Linked DNA regions of Drosophila melanogaster: region 2 is linked to region 1. The links are chromatin contacts, called in public Hi-C maps. All regions are on one chromosome and are shown on one strand. Each heading gives the region's core, a stretch centred on a gene start, on an enhancer-like site or on the middle of the called end of the contact. The rest is flanking DNA. Distances are from core to core; before and after follow the strand shown.

What was found. A called contact is a pair of places that touch in the nucleus more often than the background predicts.
Region 2: a Hi-C map of the Kc167 cell line shows a contact between it and region 1, with 1.4 times the contacts expected there. The contact joins the promoter of CG14635 here to the promoter of sdk in region 1. A contact is called at or near these places in 7 of 107 Hi-C or Micro-C datasets (the Kc167 cell line, the S2 cell line, embryo and 1 more).

Annotation. Positions count from the first base shown.
Region 1 is chrX:683,410-689,833 of dm6, forward strand. It overlaps sdk (sidekick), which reads left to right and starts at 3,425. Exons shown (of 15, transcript NM_134315.4): 1 at 3,425-3,717; 2 at 4,164-4,449. The coding sequence starts at 4,290.
Region 2 is chrX:841,047-847,470 of dm6, forward strand. It overlaps CG14635, which reads left to right and starts at 3,777. Exons shown (of 1, transcript NM_130508.2): 1 at 3,777-4,251. The coding sequence starts at 3,791. The coding sequence ends at 4,150. CG43867 reads right to left here. Exons shown (of 13, transcript NM_001272180.1): 4 at 2,066-2,128. CG3713 reads right to left here and starts at 6,111. Exons shown (of 1, transcript NM_144244.3): 1 at 5,125-6,111. The coding sequence starts at 6,057. The coding sequence ends at 5,806.

The sequences.
Region 1 (6,424 bases), core at 2,175-4,674:
GGTAATGAAAGATAGGAATGGAGGCCCCTACATTTTCTTTTCCTATTAAAAGGGCATAGAAAGGCGGTTATCACTGCAAGCCCCAAATTCCCTTTGCTTTTCCCGACTTTTTTGCTGTCGGTGGGGCATTCGTTCGTTTTTGTTGCATACTTTGTGTGATTTGCCAACGAGCTTGTCAACACCAAAGCCCCGTGGGGCTGTGGCTCAAATAATGTGGGAGGGCCGGGCCGCACCGAGATTCGGATGGGATCAAAACGGTGGTCCTGGTGACCGGTTGTGATTTGTTTTTTTGTTTTTTCGGATGCATTTGATTTCGATTGCACAAGACCACACTGAAACAAATGGTTGGATCGTATGTGTACTATTAGTATATATTATATCATTGTATGTATTCGTTGTATGCATTCCAGCTTACAGCTTAGCCGCCCCAGAAATCTCTGATAATTGTTAGTTACCTACTATTTCTTGCGGTGCAGTCATTTCCTATTTCCCATTTTTCAATTCACCCACACACCGACCAACCTGATTCTGTTTTCGTTTTGTTGTTGCCCCGTGTGTCCGTGTGTAGCATAATTTTTTAAGCACATTTCAAATCAATTTGAGTGTTAAGCCATGTCCGACTGACCAATCGACTGGCCATGTGGAAATTGAATGGATCACAGGTCACATGGAAATGGGGAGTGAAATGCCCCGTTAATCATTTAACTCAATTAGGCATAATTAAGTTTTATTTATTCGCCGCTGGGTTGAAAAATTTGTAATGAAGAGTCAAATTGCAATGACACGAAATGGAGGAGTAAGCAATGGAACGAAGATGGGTATCCGGAGCAGAGCATTGCCTTTTTACATAAAATTATTAGCTGAAATGTCCAATTGTCAACGTAGAGCGTTTATTTAAATCAATTTCGTAGCGTATTCTATTTCTACAAATTGCCACTTGTCCCTTCTTCATCAAATTTTGATACTCGTTACTGGTTGAAAAAAAGGGTATTTTAGATTCGTTCAAAAGTGTGTAACAAGCAGAAGAGAGCGTTTCCGACCATATGAAGTTGATATATTCTTGATCAGGATCAAGATCCGAGTCGACCTGGAAATGTCCGCCTATCCATCCGTATGAACGTCGAGATCTCAGGAACTATAAAAGCTAGAAGGTTGAGATTAATCCTACAGATTGTAGGAACATAGACGCAGCGCAATCTAACGTCCACAAGCCGCACAAATCTGCCACGTCCACACTTTTGATAAATGTGTTGATATTTTTTCAAAATTTTATAAGGCCTTTTAAATTTCTATCGATATGCTAGAAAAATATTTATATATTTATTTAATATTGCTGTTTTACTAAAATTTAGCGTATTACGACCATACGACCATGTTTCTGCAAATTTCTCCGCCTTTCGAGAGTTTCAGGGCTGCTGAAATTTCAGCCCTCAAAGGTAGGCTACACCTTTTGCCATTTGATGGGTGAGGGAAACTTTGCTTGGATTTCCGATTTGCGTGTGTCCTGCACTCAATGAGTGTGTGTATGTGTGCGTGTGTGTAAGGCGGCCAAACAAAGGAGTGAAAGTGGCGAAAGCGCTGCTCAAACACCAATACATTTCTGCACCCACACAGTCGCCGAGACTCTGGTCGTTGGTTGAATTTGCCAACTTGTTGCGCAAACGACAAAATTTCCAACTCAAAACAATACGACACATGCGTGGGCAAGGGGGGGCGTGGCTGAAGTTGAGTGCATTTTCCGAGTTAGTTTTGCACATTTCCTCCACATTTGTTCCTCGCCGGCCGAAAGTTGAGGATCGGTTTTACGAGCTCGAGTGCAGTTTACTTACCCTTTAAATAGCATACCGATATAATGCGGACTCCATTTAAAGTTAAAAGTGATTCTTTTGGAAATTCATAGCCCCGCTATGCCATGCCATGCCTCATCCACTGGCCGCGTAATTGTTGTGTTCTTAATTAACTGAAATCGCATTCATAATTTCCCTGCCATCTTGTGTGTGTGTGGCCGCTGGCGATGGGTGCGTGACAGGGTGATAGCAGGAAGGTTCGGAAAACACCCAATTCTCGTCAGTTTGATGTCGATAAAAGCAACATAATTATGAAAACTCATTTTAAAACCCATTTAAGCATATGCCCAATTCGAGGGCTAAAGTTTAAAGCCAACGCATTAGAGGGACTCGATTTAAAATATTGCCAGCTTTTGCCATTAAACAGTAGTATTACCACATGGAGGGAGAACTGTCATCTCTGGAAAGCCAGTTCCTACTGCTCGTTTTGTGAGTGGAGTCGCCGCAGCGCATAAAAAGTTTTAATTGGCAGGCGACGAAGTTGACCTGTGACCTCTGGCGGGACACACACGCCGCACACTCGCTAAAAACACTCACACACAGAACGGCGCGACAACAATTTTTAAGTGCATTTTGAAATGCACATTTTATTTCGCATCCTTCTCTGCGTGATGGCTGCTTCTTCTTCGTCTTCGCCTGTGGAAAATGGGAAAACACGCACACAACTTACAATTGCATTACATTTTGCATACATTTTGTGTGTGCTTAATTTTAATGCGGAGAAAACGCCAAGTTTGTTAGTCAAAATGTGTTGTTAACACACTTAAAAAATGCATGCGCCAAAATAAAAGGCGCTGGAGGAGCAAAATTTGGGGTGGCGTAATCAGAATTTATTTACATATTTGTATATATGTACGTAGTAAGTACATGCATTTTCCATTAAACACTCCTGCAATTTTGGATTGCCAGGGGCCCCAAGTCAGCTGGCGTTGCGCTCAAAGCTCTGGTAACTAATTACATATGTATATGTATATTATTTCTGCTTTTTATTAATCAAAGTATGACGATCCGATACTTTCCGCTCATGCCAGTAGAATTTTTTTTTGGGTTTGAGTATTATTTCATCGTAATACAAAACACAATTAGTGCGCTTTCTTTTTCAACTTAGCCAATCAAACGGCAATTGGATGGCACTCAGAATAGCCCGCTCAAAGTTGAGTGAAGTTGGCCATTTCGAGTGATTGTGCGCTGGTTGTGAGAGGAAACTGCACAGTGAGGCGAGGCTGTCATGTTTGCGGTTTGAGTCCATGGCATTGTGAGTTGGAGCCGAAAATATGTTCGAGGCTCTTAGTTTGGCTGCCAACAAAAAATGTATTTTTTTTATGCTACCTACCATTATTAATATTACTCCAACTCATTTATGTTCTTTGCTTGTGCTTAGTTACTTTATTATCATTTTGTGCCATTTGCACGTGAAGTCTTAATTTTCAGCTACAACCCATTGGCACGCTCCGCGGTTGCGCCACCCACTTCTGTTGACCAGACAACGCGGTCCACTGTGCCAGTCGTCGGCAGAGGCCGAAGCAGCGGAGACGAGAAAGAAGAAGCAGCGCAGCGCAGCAGCGACTGTGACGGGGCAGCGCAGTTCGTTTTGTGCGCGCGTAGTGAACGGTTGTCTTTCGGTTGCTCGTCGGGGAGTTGCAAATTCAGCGACAGCAGCAACTACAAATGGCGACTTGTGCCTGTCGGACCCTCGAGTTCATTGTTAATTGTTAATCGTTGTGGTGCTAAGCGTTGGCCGAACGGTTTATGGGTATATGGTAACCCTGGTGGCAGAAAGAAGAACATACTTGTGTCCAGAAGGAAGGAGGAAAAGCAGTAAGCGCGCACCTTTCGCGTTTCTTTCGCACCGCACCGATCGCGTTTTTTTGTTGGTTTTTGTTCTGTTTTATTACTGATGTTTTGTGTGAAGCAATGCCGCCAAAGAGCAAGGCAATGTGAAATAAGCATTTGTTTATTTCAAAAATTTGATCAATTGTTTCTTAGCCACGAATATGCCAGTCTGTGTCTGTGTGCAAGAATTGCATGTGAAAACAAGTTTGAAAACCGGTCTTAAAGCCTCAAATGAAACAAGGGTTCAAAACAGTGAGAGCGAAAGAGAGAGGTGGTTTTTTTTTTGGTTTTTGCTTTTGCATTCTTATTTTCTCTCCCTCGATTCGTTTTTGATCGCTCCCTCTCTCTCGCTCGCTGACTCGCTCTTTAACCTGTGGCAGGTGTGCCTGTGTGAGTGTTGTGTGTGCGCGAATGGCTGGCACAAAGAAAACTGAAAAAGTGACGTTTAAAATTTCATTCGCTCTTGTATATTTTATATTTTAGCCAAAAAAGATGTGAGCGATGTGTAATTAAAACTAGACTTTTCACTAAAAACTAGAAGAGCGAAGGAAGGCCGCTAAGAAAACAAAGCGAAATCCCAGAAATACGAATACCGAAAGGCAACAACAAATGCTCAAATCTGCGGCGTCGTCGCTGCGTCGACGTCGTCCAAAAACAACAATAACAGCAACATTAGCCATCGAGATGCCGTCGCAGCCGAAGTTGGCGTCTCTGCTTGCAGTGCTGGTTTTGCTCTGCTACTGCGACAGCTGCTTTTTTTGTTACGCGGGTAAGTTTTCGTCTTCTCTATGCTTCTTGTTCTTTTGCGTTCCCTTTAGTTTTGGTTCTTCTTTTTTTTTTACGAAAACAAGTACAAGACAAACAGCCGTGGGAATTTCGAAACAAGAAAAGCCGCACAGAAGGCAACACGAAAAACCCTCGCGCTCGAAATCGAATTTGAATTCGAACGATCGATCGGCTGCACTTACGCCACTTTTTGATTTGCTGCTCCCTTTTGTCCACTAATCAAGAGTAGGGTGGGCAAACTCGCATTCTTACACTGAATTCACAATAAACAACGGTAACTCACTGTTTTCTGTAAATAAATTGGAGTATGATTATTAGAAATTGATTTGTAATAGCTCCATATGCGGAATGTTGCTTCTAAAAACAAGTGAAACAACATGTAGTCAGCGTGTGAATATTCTGAGCTTAGCTTTTTTTTCATATTTTTTTTTTTATATTTTACCATAAGTTCCCTGTAAAAATGCACTTACCGAAGCTTTGGTTTCAGAATTCTGGTTCAGTTTTCCATAAATGCCCAAAAAGCATTGAATTACCTTCCAAAGAAGTTGAAAAAATTCTTTTGGTTACTTAATTTTTTGCTTTTTTTCTTGCCCTGTAAAATATTTCTTTCTTGCGCTTATCTTTTTCCCATTCACATGCATTTTTTTAAAGATGTTCCAGATTAACGATAATTGAGTTGAGCTGCAACGGCACGTAAGAAGAGAGCGATATACAATAATTCTAATTTGAGTTCAGCTCCCGGTATATGGTAACCATGTCGACCATCATTCTTTAACGCATTCTCACAGAGAGCATAAGCCCGTGTTTGTCATCGATCAGATATTAATTAAAACAATTGTTTTAAAGCCTTGTTCATTTGTTAATTTAGGCGGCGATTTGTTTACACAGGAAATCCTTGCCCCCCAGGCTGGGGATCCAAACAATATATTGCGCATTGTATTACGTATCGCCAAACTAAATATTAAATACAAAATCAACAAATTTTCGATTCGCAGCTCGCGAGGGGCTTACGCCCATAACCTCACATTTGCACTGGGGTTTTCAGCATGGGGCGTCTAAATAGTTTATGGCGCAGAGTTCCAGGCATTTTGGGGAGGATGGAGTCACCGCAAAAAGACCCTTAGGCTCTGTTTGTGTTGCTGTTTGTATTTGACGGCCTTCGGTTTTGCGGGGGCGTTCCATATTTCCATGGATTGTGCAAACTCAGCAGATAGGGAACTGCAAGCGCACATAAGTAAAGTACAACTTTTTATGAAGTGCAGTAATCAAGAGTGTGGAGTATATTTGAATCGGATATCAAAGATCATACGTGTTCGTTTTCGGCTAATTAACTGCCAGCCCAAGAATTGCGTTGCTCCACAGGCCAAATACACTTTGCCACTTTGATAACGTACCGCTAAAGAGGAGTCCCAAGTTTATCGAGTAATGAAACGGAAACCACACTGATCAAGTGCATAAATACTTTTGCGATAATTGGGTTTCCACTCACTGCAATCCGATGACCTTGGAAGTTGGTCGGAAAGTGTGGGGTGCAAGCGTGGGGTATACATTGCAACCGAGAGTGGAAAGTGCTGCATTAGCTAAATATTCTGTGAGCTTTATCGTCTGCCGTCTGCTTTGTTTTTATGTGTGTCTGCGGTTCTTTTATATATTTGTTTTTCTGTTCGACCATTCGATTCGGCCCGCCCATTGCAGGTGCTCCACCCACTTTCTCCGCCCACTTTCCAGTTAATGTCAAACCTTTTGTCTGACTAGGAAACGAAAAAATATAGGGAACGTAACGAAGAAATCTGAAAAATGAATATGCACATTGTTTGACCAGCTGCTTTCTTTCGCCTTGTCTTTCCGCACTTGTTTCCCGTCTTCCTTCCCTTCCTTTACCAAATCTTACACAGAAGATCATTTTTCTTAATCATTTTGAATCATTTGTTAACCTAACCTTGTTAACTAGATATGTT
Region 2 (6,424 bases), core at 2,527-5,026, 160 kb after region 1:
TTTGCACAACTTTTACGCTCTGCGCTTTGTTACGCTGTTTCTTTTTGTTCTCTGTGTTCCATTCAGGTTTTGGGTTTATTCGGCCGTGTTGTTTTTTAAGGGGTGGCTTTCTCTTTTCGACTCTCTCTCTCAGCTTCGCCTTCGCTCTCAGCGGCCTAGTCAAGCTTTGCAACCCCTCAGAACCACAGTTTGAGCACCATTTCTTGGAAATACAGTTTGAAAGTGGTTTAGCCCGCTAGTTGTTCTTGTTGTTTGTTTTGCTTGGCCTTCCTTGCCGACTTTCCGGCGTTTTCCACACTTTCCAACACTGCCAATTGCCATGTGCTCGCCTCATGTCACATCACTTTTTAATGGCGGTCCACTTGCATCCACAGATTCCCAGCTTTCTCAGAAAATCCTAATTGACCGAGTGCAGACATTTTACAATTTTCCTAAGCTTACATTTTCTAAGCCACATATGCAGACAAAAAACTTGATTACCTATCTTCATAGTCTATGATTAATCCTTAAATACCTGGGGATTTCATATTTATATCCACCTATAATCCGCCCTCGGAAACGGACGTAATGCTTTCCACCAACTTCCACTTCCTCCCGTAATAGTCACGACTAATTGATGCATAAGTAACGAGGCTGTTAACGGTTTGGCCTCCAAAAAACCGAAGGGTTGCCGGCAATTTAAAGGGGAGTAAGGATCAGAGGAAAACTGGGAAATCGGGGTGGCTATGGCCATTCTGGCCCATCCTGTTAGCTAGTTAACATCCACGTGCTTGTACATGAATTTAATCTCGGGGCAAACAAAGTAACAAGAATTCAATTTGTCACAGTGGTTAGCCCCGCCTTCTTGAGTATCCGGGGTTACCGGAGTTTGTTCGACGGGACTGGGTTCCCTTGCTCTCTCCGGGAATGGCACACAGAGCTAAGTGAAGCCGGGGATTCGAAGGTGGCCAAGGATCCGGGAAACATCGCCGGGCAACGGTGGCTCTATCTCTCTGAGCTACCCATGATCTGGATTTGGTAGGGGGAGCATGTAATGCACAGAGAGAAATGGGAGAGAATATTTCCTGTTCGATTTAAGGGTTCTTCTGTGTGCATAAAGTATTCAACGCTTTTTCCACCAATACTGGTTGCCTTTCTTTCGGGCAGTGCAGAGGCGAAACTAAATGTCGCGAGGGAGATGGTGTAAATATTTGCATTTCGCTTGTTTTTTGGCGTGTTGCGTTAGGCAAAGCCAAAAGGCTCCGGGGACTTGTTAATGTAAACAATGCGCATTTGATATTGAAAGCATAAGTACGAGGAGCTGGGGCAGAATCGAGCAATCGGAAGGGGGCAAATACAGCCTGTGTATTTCGTCCTTTTGGGGTAGTTTTGTGCCACGGAGGAAAGGGGCTATAAAGCTTCACTTCGCTTGCAGCAGCACGAACTCCAACGCAGGCCTGCATTAAAGCGTGTATCCGGGGAGCACTGGGTGACAAGGGAATTCGATGTAGGCTTGTGTACCGAGCACACGCTGTGGAGCCGGATCCCTTTACCCCTCCCTTAATAGAAGTAGAGGCACTCAACAAAATACAAGGTGGTAATAAGGACAAAGCCTCTGTGAACACTTGGAACAACCTCATCTGTATAGATATATTTAAAAGAAATCACTGGTAGTCGTATCTTAAGATCTTTCTTTTCAATGAATCTTATAAAGATAGATTTCCGATTTTAGAATTTTGGAGTGGATGCACATACAGTGCTATGTAAGTTTAAAATTTGAATTAATTTCGCGAAGTGTGTGTCTGCCGCTTGAGTTGGTTACAAATTTTAGGTTGGCGGGCCAGTTTTGTTGTTAGTCACAGCTGTGAGTGGCCCCTGCTCGACGAACACCCCCCCTTAGCTACAGTTTCTCCATCCCTGTATAGAACATCATTGTCATGAAAATCTGGGGACCCTCCACCTTTAAGCTGTCCTCTAATGTGGGGGCTCTGTGCAGGATAGACTGGATCCCCTAACCATCGTTTTAATTTTGCCACCCAAGCGATAAGGATTAGAAGCGGGGGATGGGAGTCATTTAATGGCTTACCTTATCTTCGGCTTCCTCGGCGCGTTCTTCCGCTTCAATGACTCGCTGTTCGAGCTCCGTTAGCTGCAAGTAGAAAGAAAGAGACTTGGTTAAAACACGCATATATCCTTAATAACAGGATCTAAACATGACTAAGCATTAACAATTGTGGGATAATATTGATGTCTTATTCTGCAGCTTTAGTTTGTTATATATAATTACATTTTTATATTTGTAATTTATACATCGTTTCGTCAGATTTTCAGGAGTTCTTACCAGGTGGGTGCCCCTGCCCCTGCCTTTATATATATCTAAATTTTTCTTCCGACAACTATTAAAATCTAACTAATATTGTAAAAGGTTTGAAAAAATATACTTAATTAAATATAAATACTTTTGTAGATCTGTATGTAAAATATTACGTGGCGCCATCTATATCTGAAGGCGTGTTAATTCTGAAAATTGCCCAAGTAAAAGGTATCTGATAGTCAGGGCATTTGACCACAACGTTTCTTCATGGTTTTATTTCATAAGCCACAGAATACTTAATTAACTTTATTAGTTGGGAATTGGTTATACTTCCAAAAAATTATTCTTAAGCCTCTTAGTTTTCAATGGATCTGTAAAAAAATTTACAGTGTAATTTCAAATTCGATTCTACAACCCGATGTAAACATTTATCTGATACACCCTCTAACAAATTATTCAACTTAGTGCAGACACAAACCCTGATAAGAAGAAGTTCCCAGTATTTTCCGGTGTGGTGAATTCCGTTTGAGCTCTTAAAAAATGGTTATTTTGCGGTCCTTATGCTTTTGGGGTTTTTCAGCATGGGAGGTTTTTCATTGGGAATCATCTACCCAGCCACCCAAAGGATGGTCTATCCATCAATGAATCAATCATGGGAAATGACACACAATTTGCAGCTAATAGTAATAATGCTCTCTAGCTAATACAATTCATGTCGCTGGGATCTGCTTCTTTGCACCTGGTATTACGATAATTTTGGAAAACGGGGCTAATTTCGCCCTTGGTCGCTTGCTTCGCGCGTTCTGAACTCAATGGATTGCCATTTAAGAAAGGTGAAAAGCCGGCCGCGGAAATAGCCCTCGAGGAATTCCCGTCCAATTAATCACCAAAGTGGCCTACGGAACCCAAGAGTCCAAAGGGAGGAAGGGCGTAGAGGAAGATGGTTAAACGTCGCTAAGGGGTCCACTTGAAGCGCGCAAGAGATCGACTGCCGTCTATTTTGAATGTCTTAAGTGCATTAATTTCCGCTTTTTATGCCATTCAAGTGGCCACTCAGTTAAGGGGGCGGACGGGGGTGTGGAGCCCATTGATTGATGGACGTCAAATTGCTGTGCGAAATATGAAGAAGCCTCCTCTACCGATGATGAATGGCGGAGCGGAAGTGGCAGGAAACGTCAGCTTGACTTGATGGTAAGCTTTCATACATCTCTTCAGTCTGAGTTAACCTTTGCTAAGCTGTTTGAGGAGTATACTCGTACTCCTCTACTCAAAGGAGAATCTAACTGCATATCCAATCAAATGTGAAGTACAAGTACCGTCTAAAATTTCCAACATTGTTAGGAAGTGTTTTTATTTGTTCGCTTGGTCGCTTGGTAATGACTAAGTCTACTTAGTGTACTAATTGGCTGAGCCATTCCCTTTGCCAAAAACAGCTGCATAGCTGCACGATTATAAATAGGGTGGAACCACCGACAAACTCGCCCAGAAGCAACAAATATGTGCTCTAGTTTAAGCGACTTGTTTGCCTGTATCAGGGCCCAGGGAAATTCCGACACGGATTCCACCAGCACCACCCATCGGCGGAATATCGCTGACCTGGACGATGAGGCGCCCGATCTGCAGCTCCAACAGGAGCAGACCCGCAAGTGGAACGATCTTTCTATGCCACAGCGACACGATTCGTTTCCAGTTCCTCCTCCTTCAGCTGGATCTCCATCAACGGGCTACCTTCGTCCCTCATTGCGGTCAGCACGGGTCTCCTACGAAGCCTTGGAGCGCTACGATCGAATTTTTGGCAGATCTTTCCAAGACGCCGGGTCATCTGGTTCAGTTCGAAATATTCCCGACCAGTTCTAGGCGGAAATTGTTTGGGATTTCGGCATTGACATTAAACATGTGATCCCGCATATTCCGCTAAAAGTCGAACACAATAAATACATTTTACACATTTTCCTGACTTGACTATATGGACAATTTACTTGCATGCGATGGCTGGCTGGTGTTCGGCGCTGCGACGAAACTTGGCCAAACCATTGGATTAAACATAAAGCTGAAAAGGCAGAAAGTTCGGTTCGACTTGCGTGCGTGAAAGATTGCGAAGGTTTTACCGGATTTGGCCGTCCTCATCCGTACACCTGTTTAATCAGGGGCGTTCTGGCCTGCCAATTGGCGACTTAATTGGAAGGAAATGAAGCGGCGGCCTAAAGCAGAAAACATTTGGCATTAATTGCTGGTGGTGTGCCAAGGGGGGTTGGGGAGGGGGTCCACTTTCCTTCAGACACTTCAGACTTAAACACACAAGTTTTACAAATGTGGCACGCAGTCGCAACAAGAACGGAAACGGAAAATGTTATTTCGCAGCCACGAATGCAATTCCAGCAAACAAATGGCTCACAATGGGTGAAGTAAACCCCCGAAGCCACTACTGCCAAAGGAGGTGACTTTGCCCATTAGTCGGTTTAGGTGTCGTTTGCCGCTCTGCTGAAAGTTTCCAGCGAATGTCGCACTAAAAGTTGTCTTTCTCGCGATTGCGATACAGATGTGAATATATAGGAGGTCTTAAAGGGTGGGTGGACAATGCTGCAAGGAGCATGGAAGCAGATCTTGATGGGCTGCAGTAGCTGTGTCTTATCCGACTCGGAATTGCTTTGGAAGAAACGAGTTCACACTGACTGTATGCTACGACCGGAAGAAGAGCCCAATTGATAGGTCAACAATGAAACAGTGCAACTGCAAACTTGCTTTAGAAACGTATTACTCTGTGGTCTGCGCGTCGTATACGTAATGCGACCTACCGCCCCACAAAACGAAATAAAACATTTTAACAGTTTACAAACAATATTTTCATATTTATACTCATTTCCATCAGTACTCGTAGAGTAAATAAGTCAATAACAAACTTTAATACAGACTATAAGGTATCCGATAGTTGGCACACGACTACGAGTAGTTTCTATTGTTTGGAAAACTGTGCCTGGTTCTTTGGTGCTCCCAATCGAATCCAAACATTTACCATATGTGCGTGCATATACATTTTTAAACTTTTGCACACATAACATGATACACTCAAGTAATCCTATCCCATTTGAAGCTAACGTACACAGCCTTTGTCAGATTCGTTTAACCCTCTCCTGTCCATCGATGACCTGTAGATTGGTTAGGTTATTACGCCCATTTTTATTGGCTTTCAATTCGGATGCCAGTTGTCTCCTCATTTGGTTTGTGTTTTGATTGCAAAAAGTTAATTAAAATTTTGTTGTAATTGAATTTTATTGCATTGTTTGTTTGCATTTTGTTTTGTTCAGTTTTTTTTTTTTTGCTTTGTGCGGAGCTTTGTTTGAGTTTGTCGAGTTTTTCTATTTTTTGCCGTCTGTTTTGTTGTCTGGCCATTATGCCATTTGTTGTCATTTGGTTTTTGCCTTTGGTCTTAATTGGATTATGGCAAAAAGAGTTTTAATTAAACCAAATGAAGCGGAGTGCGGAATGCCAGTGAGTGGCAAGCTTTTTTTGAATCAGATGATGGTTTCCGGCAGCCTGGGATCATCATAACCATCGACGAAGCCTTCGAAGCTATCATCGCACTCCTGGTCGGCAGCCAATGGATTGCGGATGAGTTCAAAGGTCAGTGGCGGCAGCGGCGGCAGTTCGACCTTTACCACTTTCGGCGCTGCTTCTTCATTCGCGGAAGTCGATGGGAATTCCATCATACAGTCGTCCCCGCAGCGTCGGCAGTACAGCAGATCCACCAAGAAGCCCAGAAACATCCCCACCTCTGATTATGCGGTGCTCGCCCGACAGCTGATTTCGCAGCACTGACGATATCGGAGGCCCACCTACTACTATACTACCCTACTACTTCTACAGCCCCAGGCATCCACGCGTTCACAAATCCGCGCTCCAAGCCCCACGCCCCACAATCCACAGCACAGCTGCGTCCACAGCAGAATTCGAAAATGGATGGATTACAGACTCGCTCGTTTTCCGGTAAATCCATCGTCATCGGTGTAAAAAGCAAATGACAAAATTAATTAAAATTAAAATTAAATGTCGCTTGTTTGGCGTTGATTAAGGAGTGCGATCATGCATTATGCATAGCACATTATATCGTATTCACTGCATCGGCATTACGTA